Regions from separate parts of the Sus scrofa genome. Here region 1 is linked to region 2. A link is a contact called in public Hi-C data. All regions are on one chromosome and are shown on one strand. The core of a region is the stretch at or near the end of the contact, and the rest is flanking DNA. Distances in the headings are between cores, read along the strand shown.

Region 1 (6,080 bases), core at 1,065-3,564, 34 kb after region 2:
CCCTCTCTGGGGCTGGGTCCTATGGGGTGGACAAAAAGGTCCCCTGAGCTCCCGAGAATCACAGGTTCCTATGGGCCCTAAGACCCATCCCCACCTCCCATCATGGAGATGGGGAAACGGAGGCCCAGGAGAGACGGCTTGGTGAGGCCCCTCCTTGTACACACTGTGAACGGCCGGCAGGACCAGCCCCTTGCTGAAAACGGAGGAGGCTCTCCATCTCCATTTTTTCTTCACATTTCACCACAGCTCCTTCCCTTGCTCAGGTGGGGCTGGCCCCTTCCCTTGGGTGATCAGGGAACAGAGGGCAGGGGTAGGGTGCCCAGGCCCCCGGTGCGCATCCCACCCTCCTGAATTGTACAGTGTTAAATAAATTATTTTGTACCCACTTTAGGAAGGTGCCCTCACTCTGTGTGTCCTCCTTCCTGCACCATTAAGCCCCTCCCTCCAGAAAGGCCCACCGTCTGCCTTTGTCGCAAAGACCCTCCATCCAAAGGACACCCCCACTGGATTGGACTCCCAGCAGCCCCGGGTTTTAGAGGATCCAACACCTGTCCCCTCTGGGCTGTGGATGGGCTGTCCCCCAGGGCCATGAGGTGCCCCCTGGGAGAGGGGAAGGGCCCAGAGCACTGGGTAGGCAGGACCGGTGAGGGGCCTTGGCCTGGTCCACAGCCCTCCTCCTCATCCCCCACCGTGGTCACACCAGGCTGCATCCCCCAGAAGTCATGGCCCCACAGCCCTGCCAGGAGCCCTGACTGGGGGCCCACGGGATCCCCAAATCCCCGGGGAACTGAGGCCTCAGGGTGTACAGAAGTGGAGGTGGTGACAACTAGCACGTTCTGAAGATCCACAGGCCTCAGGTCCCTCCAGCAGACTCTCCCTGGGCCACACCTGGCTGGCGAAGCGAGTGTGGCGAGGGATTGGCAGGAGTCCTGCCAATATCATCTACCCCATCCCCGCCCAGTTCTGCTCTCGGCCCCAGGAATCCTGCACCACCAGATTGGTCCTGGCTGGTATGGGACTCAGCCTCCTCATCCCTCACCCCAAAGTCCAGGACTTCTTGCTCCAACCAGCTGGGCCTCTGGCCCAGGAAGCCCCTGGGGAAGCTGGGGCCCGTTGTGGGGCCCCATGTGCTCCCTTTCCCCAGACCCCAACAAAGACACAGAACTGAGAATAAGGCATTTTACTGAGGATACCACAGGGCCACAGGGCCATCTGTGACACGAGGCTGCAACTATGGGCCACGTGCAGTGACGTCACAGTGCCACACACCAGTCATGCACACATGGAGCCTCGCCCTCATCATATGGTCACAGGAGCACGTCACACATTCCCTCGTTCAACAAGCATTTATCCACACATGACGGCAATGTGATGGTCTGGGCCAGGCTTGGACACAGCAGGGACTGAGCCACTGCCTGGGCCACATCCCAGACCATGGCTGTGGGCAGGGGGAGGAGCAGCTCCGAAGGGGTACGGGGGGATGCACAGGATGCAGGGCAGGGGCCACAAACGCCGGTGACTACAGTCTGGTCAAGCACAGACTGCCACTCACTTGCTCATGTGCCAAATACAGGCCGTGACACTCAAATACGTGGCTCACACAAAGTCACACGTGGTCACTGCGCCATGCAGGTGGTCACTGGTGGCCTCCCATACCACACCAAGACAAACAGCAGCCCTGCCTCTCCTCCTCCACCTTCGCCTGGGAGCCCCTGGAGGGCCAGCAACACAACTCCTGAGCGCCCCTCCCCATTCCTGGGCGTGCAGGCCGGGTTAGGGCAGGTCTGAGGGGCAGGCCTGGGCGCCCTCCCCCGCGCGCTCTGGCATGGGCGCTGGTCTGCAGTCCTAAACACAGTCCCTCGGAGGAACGCGAGGGCCGGCCTTGCTGGCCTCCCGTCTCCTCGCACGGCTCCAGCCCTACTCAGGGCGCTCGCACGCGGGGCTCTCAGGGCCTGAGGCCCAGCAGGTTCTCGTACTCGCGACCGGAGGCCTCTGGGGTCCTGCGGGTAGAGACGTGCTTGGGCTGGGGCCCACCTGAGATCCCGCCCCCTCGCCTCGGGCCACGCCCCCAGGCCTCGGCGGGGCCGCCTCCCCACGCCCGAGGCCACGCCCTCAAGGCCTCCCCGCTCCGGGTCCGGACTCCGCCGGCCCCGATCCTCGACGACCTACTCACGCCTCGGGTGCCGGGGACGGCGCGGGTCCCGGGCTACAGCCGCGGTCGGCTGGCAAGGCGCCCACGTTCAGAGAGTCGTGCTCCTTAGGCGGCTCGCGCTGAGGGGAGGGACCGCTGGTCACCATGGTGATGCCCGCGCTGGCTCCGCCCCGGACCGGCCCCGCCTCCTGCTCGCGCAGGCGCAGCTGCTGTCCCTGGATGTACCGCTGCAGCGCCAGGTACACGAACTTGTACTGCGCCTCCGTCTGCACCATCCCGGAGCGCTGTCGCCGCACCAGCTGGATCGTCTTGGGGACGTCGATATCGCAGTCCAGCCCTGGGGACGAGCGCACTCAGGAGGGGGTGGGAGGGCTAGAGGAAATGGGCGGGGCCCTGCAATGGCGGGGGGCGGGGCTAGATGGGAGGGAGGGGCGGACAAGGAGGGGTGGGCCTGGGGCGGCTCACCCTGCCTGCGAACGATGTCCACTAGGATGTCAATCACAATAATGGTGCCAGTGCGTCCGATGCCCGCGCTGTGGAGGTGGACCAGGGAGGCCTGTGGCCAGCTGATGGGACAAAGCTCTGACCCCTTCCCCAGTCGCACTGTGCCGCTGGCCCCACCACGCCCTGTCCCGGCTCGCACCTGCAGTGCACCACCACGGGTCCGGCCCCTGGCATGCTGTTCTGCGCCCGGTTCACCTCGTCCAGGAAGCCCAGGACGCCGGCAGGCTCGGCCGGGACTCCATGGTCCGGCCAGCTGCAGTACTGATAGTGCTTCACAACGCGCTGCGACTCCTCCTGGGCAGGGCAGGCTGGTGAGCTCCAGCCTGGCAGTCTGGGCGGATCCCAGGAGGGCCGGACCGCAGTGTGGCAGGATTGGAGCAGGCGCTGCCGTGACTCTCGGGCGGGAGGGGCGCAGGGAATGAACCGGAGGAGGGGGGCCGTGGCTCAGCGGAGTTTACCAGAAGGAATGTCCCGCAGGGCCCAGGAGCAGGAGGGAGTGGGAGGAAATGATGGTATTCAAAGCTTGGGGGACCCCCAGATGGCCCCGGGTGGCTCAGGTGCAGTGGGTAAGGGAAGAAAGACCATCGGGGGTGGGGGCAGCTTCCCTGGACAGTGAGTTCTATTTGGGAAGGGCCAAAAAAAATCCCTTCCCCCCCAGAGGCTTGCAGGAGCCCCACCCCCCCAAGGTGGATGGACAAATGGGACTGGCTGGAGGGATCTGTGCCTGGGACAGAAATAGGCACCACTGGCACCCAAAGAAGTCCATAGGTACCCAGATGGCCCAGGGAAGGACTAGAGCGAGAGGCAGGTGTGGGTAGGAGGCCACCTGGAGCCAGGCAACAGGAGCTGAGAACCTGCCTGCCTGGGGACACTGTGCCCACTGGGCTGAGGGACATGGAAGCCACTAAGGCCAGTGGGGCTGGGTGGAGGCGGGGCCAGCACAGGGCTGCCTCATCCTAGTGAAGACCTGGGGACTTCCCGACCCCTCTGACCCTGGCCCAACATGTCCCGTTGCCCTCCAGACTCACCTGGTTTGGCTGCCACACCTGCAGCTCCCGCACACAATAGCCCTGAGCCCAGTGCTCAGCCACGTTGCGCACACGCAGGTGGCCATACCCTTGGCTGCCATGCAGCTCTGGCCAGTATCGGAAACACTTGTTCTGGAAGGGTGGGTGCGTTGCATCAGCCATGGTGGAAGACCACCAGCGCCCTTGCCCCTCGGTGCTGTGGGGCATACAGGGTCTCTCCGGGAAAATCCCTTCCCCCCCAGAATCCCTAAGACTGAAGAAGCAAGGCTGGGCCAGCACCAGCCAGCACAGGTGCAGCTGGGCACACAGTGGGAGGAAGAGGGGAACACGATCCTGAGCTCCTACCCGGCCTCGCTCCACCTCCCTGGTGGTCATGACAATGACACGGGTGTTCTCCTGGTGCACCATGGCCCAGAAGGCAGCTACCGTGGTCTGCAGGCAGCCCTGGGTGGCAATGTACAACTTGCCCAGTCCATGGCCTGGCTTCTCTTCTGGGTCACTCTGAAAGGAGGTGGGGTCAGCTGCCTGGCATTTCCAGGAATTACAGTGCCAGAGGACAAATGCATTTGATGCAAATGATACGCAAAGTAGCTCAGCTGGCTCACACAAGTCCCTCCCACTCTAGGCTGGGGAGGGGCTTAGGACCAATATTTAGTCCAGCAGGCTCTGAGGCCCTCTCTGGGGACCCTAGGGCACTGTCACAACCCCTCCCCCTGAATATCTATTGTCCTGCCAAGGTCCACAGACAAACAGAGGCCAGCAGGCGCTCCAGGCTCATAATAAGGGGACAGGAAGACTGGTGTTTGTTCCTTGCAGGGCCACGCATGCAGCTGGCCACGCACACTCACCCTGATGTAGTTGGCATTGATGTAGTCAGCCCCAGGCACATTCTTGTCCACGTCACGCAACACGACACGGGTGGTATCAACTGGGGAGGGAAGATGCCACTCAGGTCTCCAGGAAGGAGGGGGTGTTTGTGGACCCTGTCTGCTTCCTTGCCCGCTGACCCGTGGTGAGCGGAGACAAGGCACGAAGGGGCAATGACCCCTACCTCCACCCCCTGGGCTCCTCTGCAGAAGGGGCCTGTGAATGTGGTGGTGGAGCCCCGGCCCCCCGCCTCACATGGAAGAATGTTCTTGTAGCGATTCTTGGGCTTGTTCTCCAGCCGCTGCCCTTCCCTCCGGGGATGCAGGAGCTGGCATTCCTGCTGCTGCAGCAGCTGGTGGGGGGGGGGTCTGCTTTAGCCCAAGACTCTGACCCTTCCCCAGAGCCCTCCATACCCACCCCCTGACCCACACCCACTCGCCACATCCCAGAGGATAGGGGTCTGAGAGGGGGGCAGTGGGCAGCAGGCTGGCACCTCAAACTCCTCCCAGAAGCCCTGCTTGGCCTTCTCGCTGGCATCCATGACCTTGTTGAGCTCCTGCACGCGGCTCTCAATGCTTGCAGCCTTGATTCGTGTGGCCTTGAGGGGCTGGAAGGGAGAGGTGCGTGTTCCAGCCGAGCAGGGCCCAGTGGACTCCATGGCACTCTGGCCTCGGAACCTTCCCTTCGGCCACCCTGCCTCAGCGCAGCCTGGTGCCCTATGTTCTGGGCGTGGCTATGCCAGGGGGAGAAGCCCACTCTGAACCCCAGGGTTCGCGTGCCGGGGGGCATACCTGCCCGAGGTGCACCATGGCCCCTGACCTCTCCACCATGGGGCTCTTCCTGTAGTGTTCCACCAGATCTCCCAGGGTGTCGAACTGCTCCCCACCTCCCACGTCGTACTTCCCCTCCGGCTGTGAGGGAGGCAGTGAGGGGCCTGGCTGATGCCCCCGCCCCCCAGCCACACCTCCACCCCGGCTGCTGCCTCCCTCCCACCTGGAAGTGGATCCTGATGTGAGTGACCCGTGGTTGGCAGTCCGCCTTATCCAGCAGCTGTGTGAGGACCGACAGCACAAAGTCCCCAGGTTTGCTCTGACTCTCCCGAACCAGGAAGCTGCCGGGCCGCCCCTTCTCTGTCAGCAGCTTCTCGGCCTCCTTGCCAGACAGGTGCCCATGGTACCACCTGGCCCAGGGCAGTACAGATGAGACTGGGGGCCCTGGCCTGCCAGATAAGGGTCACTGACCTACATGGAGCCTAAGGCTCTGGGATACAGTCACTAAGAGACACAGACCCACCCAGGCCTTGGGTGACCAAGCAGCACCCTCAGCCAGGCCAGCTTCTGTCGGCCCGCCGGCAGGCCCACCTCTCCGCCTCTCCCCCTCCCCAGCAGGTGGGACAGGAGGGCCCTGCAGTGCCATAGGGTGACCACCAGGTGGCACCCTGGTCCTCAGCAAGGAGGGGCAGGACTGTCTGCCCGGACCAACCCCACCTGGCTTCCCCCAGCTGCAGCTCACTGAGGCCTCTGAGTGCA
Region 2 (6,836 bases), core at 2,288-4,787:
ACAGTCAAAGGGCTGTTGGCCCTGAGAAGCTGGAATTGGAAGTCTGGAAGGGTCGAGTCAGAGACGAAAACGAAATAGAAACAGGCCTCTGCTTCTAGCCCAGATGTATCCCAGGTACCCCCACCCCCGCCCCAACCGACTAGAACCCAGACAAGACCAGGAGGCAACGGTCCCCAAGGCACAGGACATCAGGCGACCAAGGACAGTGACCCCCAGGATGAGGGTGCAATTGCGGTGAGTGCCCTGGCTGCCCAGCTCACGGCTGCCAGCTCCCGGGCAGATGGTCCCAAGGGATGAGTGCGGCCAGAGTTCACAGGATGGAGCCGTGAGGGGAGTGCTCTTGAACCCGCGGGGGCCGCTAGGGAACTCAGGAGTGGGGCACAATAAGCCCTGGAGCGCGGGCTGCCCAGAACCTCCTCACGGGGCTCAAGGGGAAGATCCAAAAGGGTCAAACGGCCGCCAAGGAATTTTTCGGCATATCCCAGAACAGAGCCCAAGAGCATGGATTATAAGATTGTCCAGAAGCAAGGTAAGGTTGCCATCTGGCAAGCAACCAAGGATGGCCACAGTTGGCTCAAAAATAAGCACATAACAGAACCAAACAACCTGAATAATCGTTAAAAACCTTCTTACAAAGAGAATTCCCAACCCATTTAAATTCCTAAACATTTAAGGGACAGATGAGACCAAGTATCTGCTGGCTGGTCCACAGTGAAGAGGAGGTGAGCTTCCCGCCTAGTCTGAGGACAGCGAGACCCTCACAGCAGATACAAGGCATCCTGGCAAATTACTCTTAACTCGGAGAATTTTAGCAAATTAATACAGCAATAGGATAACCTATCATGACCAGATGGGATTTCCTCGGAACATAAGGCTGGTTTAACATCCGAGAATCAGTGTGGTCCCACGTGAACAAACTAAAAAGGAGAAGCCAGATGATCATCTCAATAGATTTTTTAAAAAGCGTTTCGACAAAACCGAAAGCAAACAAACAAACAAAAACCACGTAGAAGGAGAGGGCACTTCCTCAGTTTAGTGAGGCGGGGGTTCCTGTGGGCCTCGACAGGTGGAGTATGGATGAGACCTCAAGGCAGAGGTGTTGAGGGGGCAGCTGGTTACATGGAGACAAGGTGCAGACAATTGTATTGTTCATTTCAGGAACTTCATGGGGGAAAAAAACTCTAAACACCAGGCTTTCAACAGATCCCATGACTCCTCCGACGCCCTGCCTTGCTGTGTCCACCAACCCTCAACTACCACGCGGGGACTTTCCCCCACCTGCACCGAGCCTCCTCCGCACTGGAAGCTCACCCTGACCCTGACCTGTGCCTCCCAGATCGGGGCACTGCAGAGACTCAGCCAAGAACCCAGGCGTATCATCTCATCTGCAGGCTTCTTGAGCAGCATTTTCAGGGAGCCCAGGTCTGACGCTACTGAGACGCACTGGCGGAAAGGTCACCCTCTGATATCAGAGGATGCATTATGAATGGATGCCCTGACCTTAGAGAAACTTGGGGCTGAAGCAGGAAGGCTCAGCAATAAATACCAAGTTCCCACTGGTCTTCAGAAAACCACCAAGAAGGTGGAAAGGTGCAGAGCCGTACAAAGCAATTCTGTGACACGGCGCAGGTGGGCGCAGAGCCCAGAGGAGCTGCTTCAATGAGGCAGGACTACTGCCCGAGGATGGCTCACACTGGGCCAGCTTCCTCCCGACCACGTGGGCCCACTGTCCTCTGGGAGGGAAGACCCAGAGCGACTCATCCTCCTGCCCCATGCTCTTACTTGGAGAGTAGCTCGCCCGGTGAGTCTGATACTCCATTTCCGTTGAAGGGTGTTCAAACTTGGGATGAATGTCCTGAGGCAGCGTCCAGAAGGGGAGGAGAACCTGCAGGATTCAGCCAGATGACCAACTGCACAGAAGCCAGCCAGGAAGGGAGCTGTGGTCGTCAGGGAGCCCAGGGACTGGGAGCGGCCTGGAGCCACCTGTCCAATAGCACTCGTGCCCTGCACCCCTGCACACCCTAACCCTATCTGCACCCGACTCAAACAACGCTCCCAGGGTCCTGCCCTCTCCTCGGCACACTTGCGATCCCATTTCCTGAGAAGTTAGGAGTGCTGCAGGACACACACTGCTCTTCTTGTCTGGGGCGGCTCAGAGGCAGAGCCTGAGACCACACAGAAATTCCCGTGTGTCACAGTTCCCATAGTGGCTCAGTGGTTAATGAATCTGACTAGCATCCATGAGGACGCAGGTTCGATCCCTGGCCTCGCTCAGTGCGTTAAGGATCCGGTGTTGCCATGAGCTGTGGTGTAGGTCACAGACGTGGCTTGAATCCTGCGTTGCTGTGGCTGTGATGTAGACTGGCAGCGGCAGCTCCGATTTGACTCCTAGCCTGGGAACCTCCATATGTGACCCTAAAAAAAAAAAAGCGAAAAAAAAAAAAAAAGAAAAAGAAAAAAGAAAGAAATTCCCCTGTGTCATCCTGTTGGGACAAACCAGTCCAGGATGCCAGACAGTCCTGTCACCTAGACCCCACACCCACAGTCTTTAGGACTGACTGTGGGGGACAGTCACAGTCCCTGGGAGGCACAAGGTCACGGGGTGGAGCTTTCGTGGACAGAGCAACCAGTCCGACCAGTTCAGAGAAACCCGAGATCACACTTCTTTCCCGTCCATCCTTATTCATGTTGAATAAGGATGCTGGGGAGAGATCTGAGAGCCAGTGTTACAGGCGCCCATGCTGACAGCAGTTTGCTGTGTGGGTGCCCTTCCCGGTCCAGGCCTCTCACTCAGACTCACTCGCCCAGGCACTGCTCTCCCAGTAGCCGCCCTTGCGGAAGATCCGCCCCCTGTCCCCGCACCCAAAGATACACAAAGCACAAGGGCGGTGGTGGTTTTACTCTCTTTTCTCCCTAGGCAAAGCCTCTCCCGGGACCAGCTCCGCACGTCCGTCCCTCGGTGCAGACCGGGCCCCGGGTATCCCACTACCCCGCCCCTCTCCGTGAGAAGGGCTTTGCCCGCCCGGAAAGCGGCATGAGTCACGAAGGTGGCAGAACTGGGCGCAGGGGGGCGCTCGGCAGCCCCGGAACAGAGTACTTCCTGGGGAACCCCTCCCCCAGAGAGGACGCAAACATCGCAGAGGCCTTTTCCCCGCCAGCCGTCCTCCGCGCCCGGGCGCGGGACTGGCATCAGGGCGGAAGCGGTCGCCAGGTACTGCGGCGCCTCTCCCCAGGATGCGCCACTGGAACCCTGTGCTGTCTCCGGAACCGCTACTCCGCCGGAAACCGACGGGCAGTCCAGCCGAGCGTTGACGGAGGAGACCCGGGCGACTTTTCGGAAACCGGAACGCAGACGCCTCGGACTGCAGGGCTCTTTGGTCTCCTGGCAACGCCGGACGGCGGCGTAGTCCTTCCCTTACTTCTGCTGCCATGTTTAGGGCCCTAGACTACATTTCCCAGGTCGCTTCGCGCGAACCTTCAGATCTCGCGAGAACTCTGGCCTGGAACCCTCCGGGGGAGGAGACTCGCGCGGACCGCCGGGAGTTGTAGTTCCGGTTTGGGAGCTGTGCTCCCTGGCACCCGGGCTGAGAGACTTCAAGTCCCAAGGGGGCACAGCGCGACCGCCTGGAGGGCGGGGGGTATGAAAGAGGAACCCGGAGGGCGCAGGGGTGAGTGAGGGGCCGGGAGTGGGCGGGCGGGGGCTGGCTAGGGGTTGGCTGGGGGCGGGGACTGCGGCGGCCCTGGCTGTGCGGAGTCCCGCCGGGGCAGTCAGGGCGGCGGGGTTTGGCCGCCCTTTCTCTCTGTGCCCCTCGCCCCGCCACCGGCTCAGGGCGCCCCGGACGCGCGGGAGGAACCGCGAGTCCCAGGAGGTTTCCCATTTCAGCTCGCTGATCGCCACTGGAGTGTCAGGCCTCGTCCAACAGGGGTTCGTGTGCGTAGTCACCAGAACGATTTAATTGACGTTCTAGTTTAAGTTCATTAAGATCGGGGGGTTTGGACGCGCTTCTCACAGCGCTCCTGCAAACGCAGCTCCCTGGTGGCGGGGCGCTCAGGTGGCCCGGCTTTGTCCTGTGTTCTCAGGGTCACCGCGGTGCTGGAGGTAGCGCTGGGCCTCGTCCTCTGCGCCTCAGCCCGCGCCCCCGTAGCAGCCTTGTTCAGCCATAATCTGAATGCAGAAGCTCCTAGAAGGAAATAAAATCTGAATTTTACGGAAAGTTTCTTCTGGCACACGCGCACTCCACCCCGCCCCGGTGTGCGTCTCCCAAAGACAGAGCAAACGTGCCTTGGAGGGTGGTCACCCCAGGACCCTCCCTGCACCGCCCTGTTCTGCAAGGTAAGCGTAATTCACTTGAAGAATGATCTCTAGTCACCACAGTACTGAGAATTCCGCATCCCCACGGCCAGGAACCCCCTGGGGAGTTCCGGGGGTCCTCCCATCAGTACCTTCTCAGGGCTGCGGAGTCCACGGAGCACCTACACGTACACAGACTTTGCATCCAGTCAGATTGTGTACACCATCGGTTCTCCATCAGCACGATGGGACTTTCGGGTTGAGAAACATGTTAATGAACAGGGCCACACACAGTTCTCCTTTTGTCCTGAGAGCCACATTGCTCCCTTTGCTTGCTGAGAAAGTGACTGGCAGGAACCTGCCCTGAGGGGCTGGAGATCCAGCAGGTCCTCCCGTGCTGTGCTGGGCAGTGGGAGAAACAAGATCAGCACATGGGATTTTTTTTTTTTTTGGTCTGTTCATCTTTTAGAGCTGCACCCCCTGGGCGTATGGAGGTTCCTAGGCTAGGGGTCTAATTGGAGCTGTAGCCGCCAGCCTATGTCACAGCCACAGCAACACCAGATCCGACCCATGTCTGCGAGCTACACCACAGCACACGGCAATGCCAGATCCTTAACCCACTGAGCGAGGCCAGGGATCGAACCTGCGACCGCATGGTTCCTAGCTGGATTCGTTTCCGCTGCGCCACAATGGGAACTCCAGCGCATGTGATTTTTAAAGCTGGCGACCCCCCCTCTCCAGCCACAGCCGCCGCAAAGCCTGGAGGAGCGGTATGTATGTGGCGTCCACCGCCCCCTGCAGTGGTCATCCAGGCAAGGCTTCCTACCAGGGAGCCCGTTTACATGGTTGTCCAGCCAGCACCCAGCCCCTGTTGACTGGTCAGAGTGATTCCACCCGCTTCGTGATGTGTTACTTGTGCAGAATCACAGTGACTTCTTCATTGAAACCACTTTTTCTAAGGAAGAATGAGCTGTGCAAGAACGCACAGTACAGTGTAAATTCTCACCAAACTGCATTACATTGTGGAAACTCGTGCTCCATTACTTAGCTGTTTGGCTCCCATGAGATCTTCAAAATAGAAAATGAATTGCATTTATTCAGTTAGTGCGTGTAATTCACATAAATGAAATGCACAGGCTCCGTTTGATCAATTTTGACAAAGGCGTACAACTGTCACCTGCACGCCCATCATGACAGGACAGTTCTGTCTTCCCTAAAGGTTCCCCTGTGTTGTGGGCCGATTGGCTCTGTCGCCCCAAATCCATGACCCCAGTGTGATGGTGTCTGGAGGTGGAGCCTTTGGGAGGTGATCGGGGTGAGCTGGGGCCCGTGCTGGCATCGGTGCCCTGAGGGCAGGGGCAAGACAGAGCGACCTCCCCACACCCCGCTCACATGACCCCTGCTCGCACACCAAGGAAAGGCCATGAGGACGGTGAGAAGGTGGCCGTCTGCAGGCCAGGAAGGGCCCTCGCCAGACGCCGGGTCTGCCGGCACCTTGACCTTGGGCCTCCCAGCCCCTAGTTCTGCGAGGAGCAGCGTCTGGTCTAAGCTGTGCCGGCTGATGAACCTTGTAAACCTTCCCAGCCGCCCCCGACCCCCCCTCCCCCGCCCCCGCCAGAAGCGCAGGCAGGGCTCTTCACTGTTTCTGTGTGAGAGCTCACGGGCACGGGGTGCCCCTGGCCGCGCACAGCGTGGTGGGCATTTTCTGATGGCTGGTCTCCGGGCTGTCTTGTGTGACCCTGAGCAGCGCCTTCCTGCGTGTGTGCTCTGGGGCCCAGTGGCTTGTCTTCAGCCTGCATCTCCTTGAGTGCTGTGCCGAGCGTGTGTGTCCGTCTCTGGCGCCCTCCCCAACCTCTTTTCTGAAGTGTCTGGTCAAATCTGTCGCCTTTAAAAAAAAAAAAGTCAAGCTGTAAGGCCCTTGCTGTTGGTCGGATAGATGTATTGGGGATGGTAGCTCCCATTTTTTGACTTGCCTGTTCATTTTATTAATGGTGTCTTAAAAAGTTAACTTTAAAATTTTTGGAATGGTTTTAGATTCACAGGGAGGTTGCCAACCAAGGGGCGTTTGTGGAAACTGAGGCTCCGTTACTGTCCCCTGCACTCCAGGTGTCAGGCCATGTGCTGCCCCCGTGTCCTCTTTGTGCCCCGGATGCTGGCCAGGATCCTGTCTTTTCATGACCCGGACAGTTTTGAGAAGGGCTGCTTGGCTGTTTTTGTAGCATGTCCCTGATGTTGCGTTTGTCTGATGTGTTTTCTCATGGTTGGACGGGGGTGTGGGTTTTTGGGACGAAGACTCCAGAGGTGAGATGACCCTCTAGCCACATCGTGTCAGGGGCACCTGGCATCCACACCTGGTCCTGGTCGCTTGGTTCAGGTGGTGTCTGCCAAGGAGAGTTCTCCTGTCCTGTCCTTCCCCGGGGGCGGTTTGGATTCCGTTTGAAGGACGGACTTGTGGGCGTTCGTCTGCACTTTGGAGGGGAACCAGCTCTGCGCTCTTTGTCTGCCCACCTTGGTCCAGCCTTGGCCACTGGGAGGCCACCCTCTG

What was found. A called contact is a pair of places that touch in the nucleus more often than the background predicts.
Region 1: a Hi-C map of liver shows a contact between it and region 2, with 4 times the contacts expected there. The contact joins the enhancer-like site here to the promoter of RNF223 in region 2. A contact is called at or near these places in 3 of 47 Hi-C or Micro-C datasets (embryonic fibroblasts, heart right ventricle and liver) and 1 of 2 datasets of contacts at active chromatin or transcription factors (alveolar macrophages).

Annotation. Positions count from the first base shown.
Region 1 is chr6:63,407,390-63,413,469 of Sscrofa11.1, reverse strand. LOC100620540 (tyrosine-protein phosphatase non-receptor type 11-like) reads right to left here. Exons shown (of 15, transcript XM_021097586.1): 5 at 5,545-5,731; 6 at 5,343-5,462; 7 at 5,045-5,158; 8 at 4,807-4,903; 9 at 4,533-4,612; 10 at 4,030-4,185; 11 at 3,685-3,816; 12 at 2,796-2,950; 13 at 2,618-2,685; 14 at 2,174-2,489; 15 at 1,166-2,000. The coding sequence ends at 1,946. It overlaps RNF223 (RING finger protein 223), which reads left to right. Exons shown (of 9, transcript XM_021095183.1): 9 at 1-390. Among named protein-coding and RNA genes, the nearest start is that of RNF223, 34 kb to the left of the region's middle. Within about 2 kb of position 2,314, at least 49 of the 83 cell types and tissues checked have an H3K27ac peak or open chromatin away from gene starts, as enhancers often do. A contact at or near this core is called in alveolar macrophages, embryonic fibroblasts and liver, where this site is marked.
Region 2 is chr6:63,441,458-63,448,293 of Sscrofa11.1, reverse strand. RNF223 (RING finger protein 223) reads left to right here and starts at 3,537. Exons shown (of 9, transcript XM_021095183.1): 1 at 3,537-3,668. LOC106509643 (a long non-coding RNA gene) reads right to left here and starts at 3,429. Exons shown (of 3, transcript XR_002344844.1): 1 at 3,291-3,429; 2 at 1-1,885.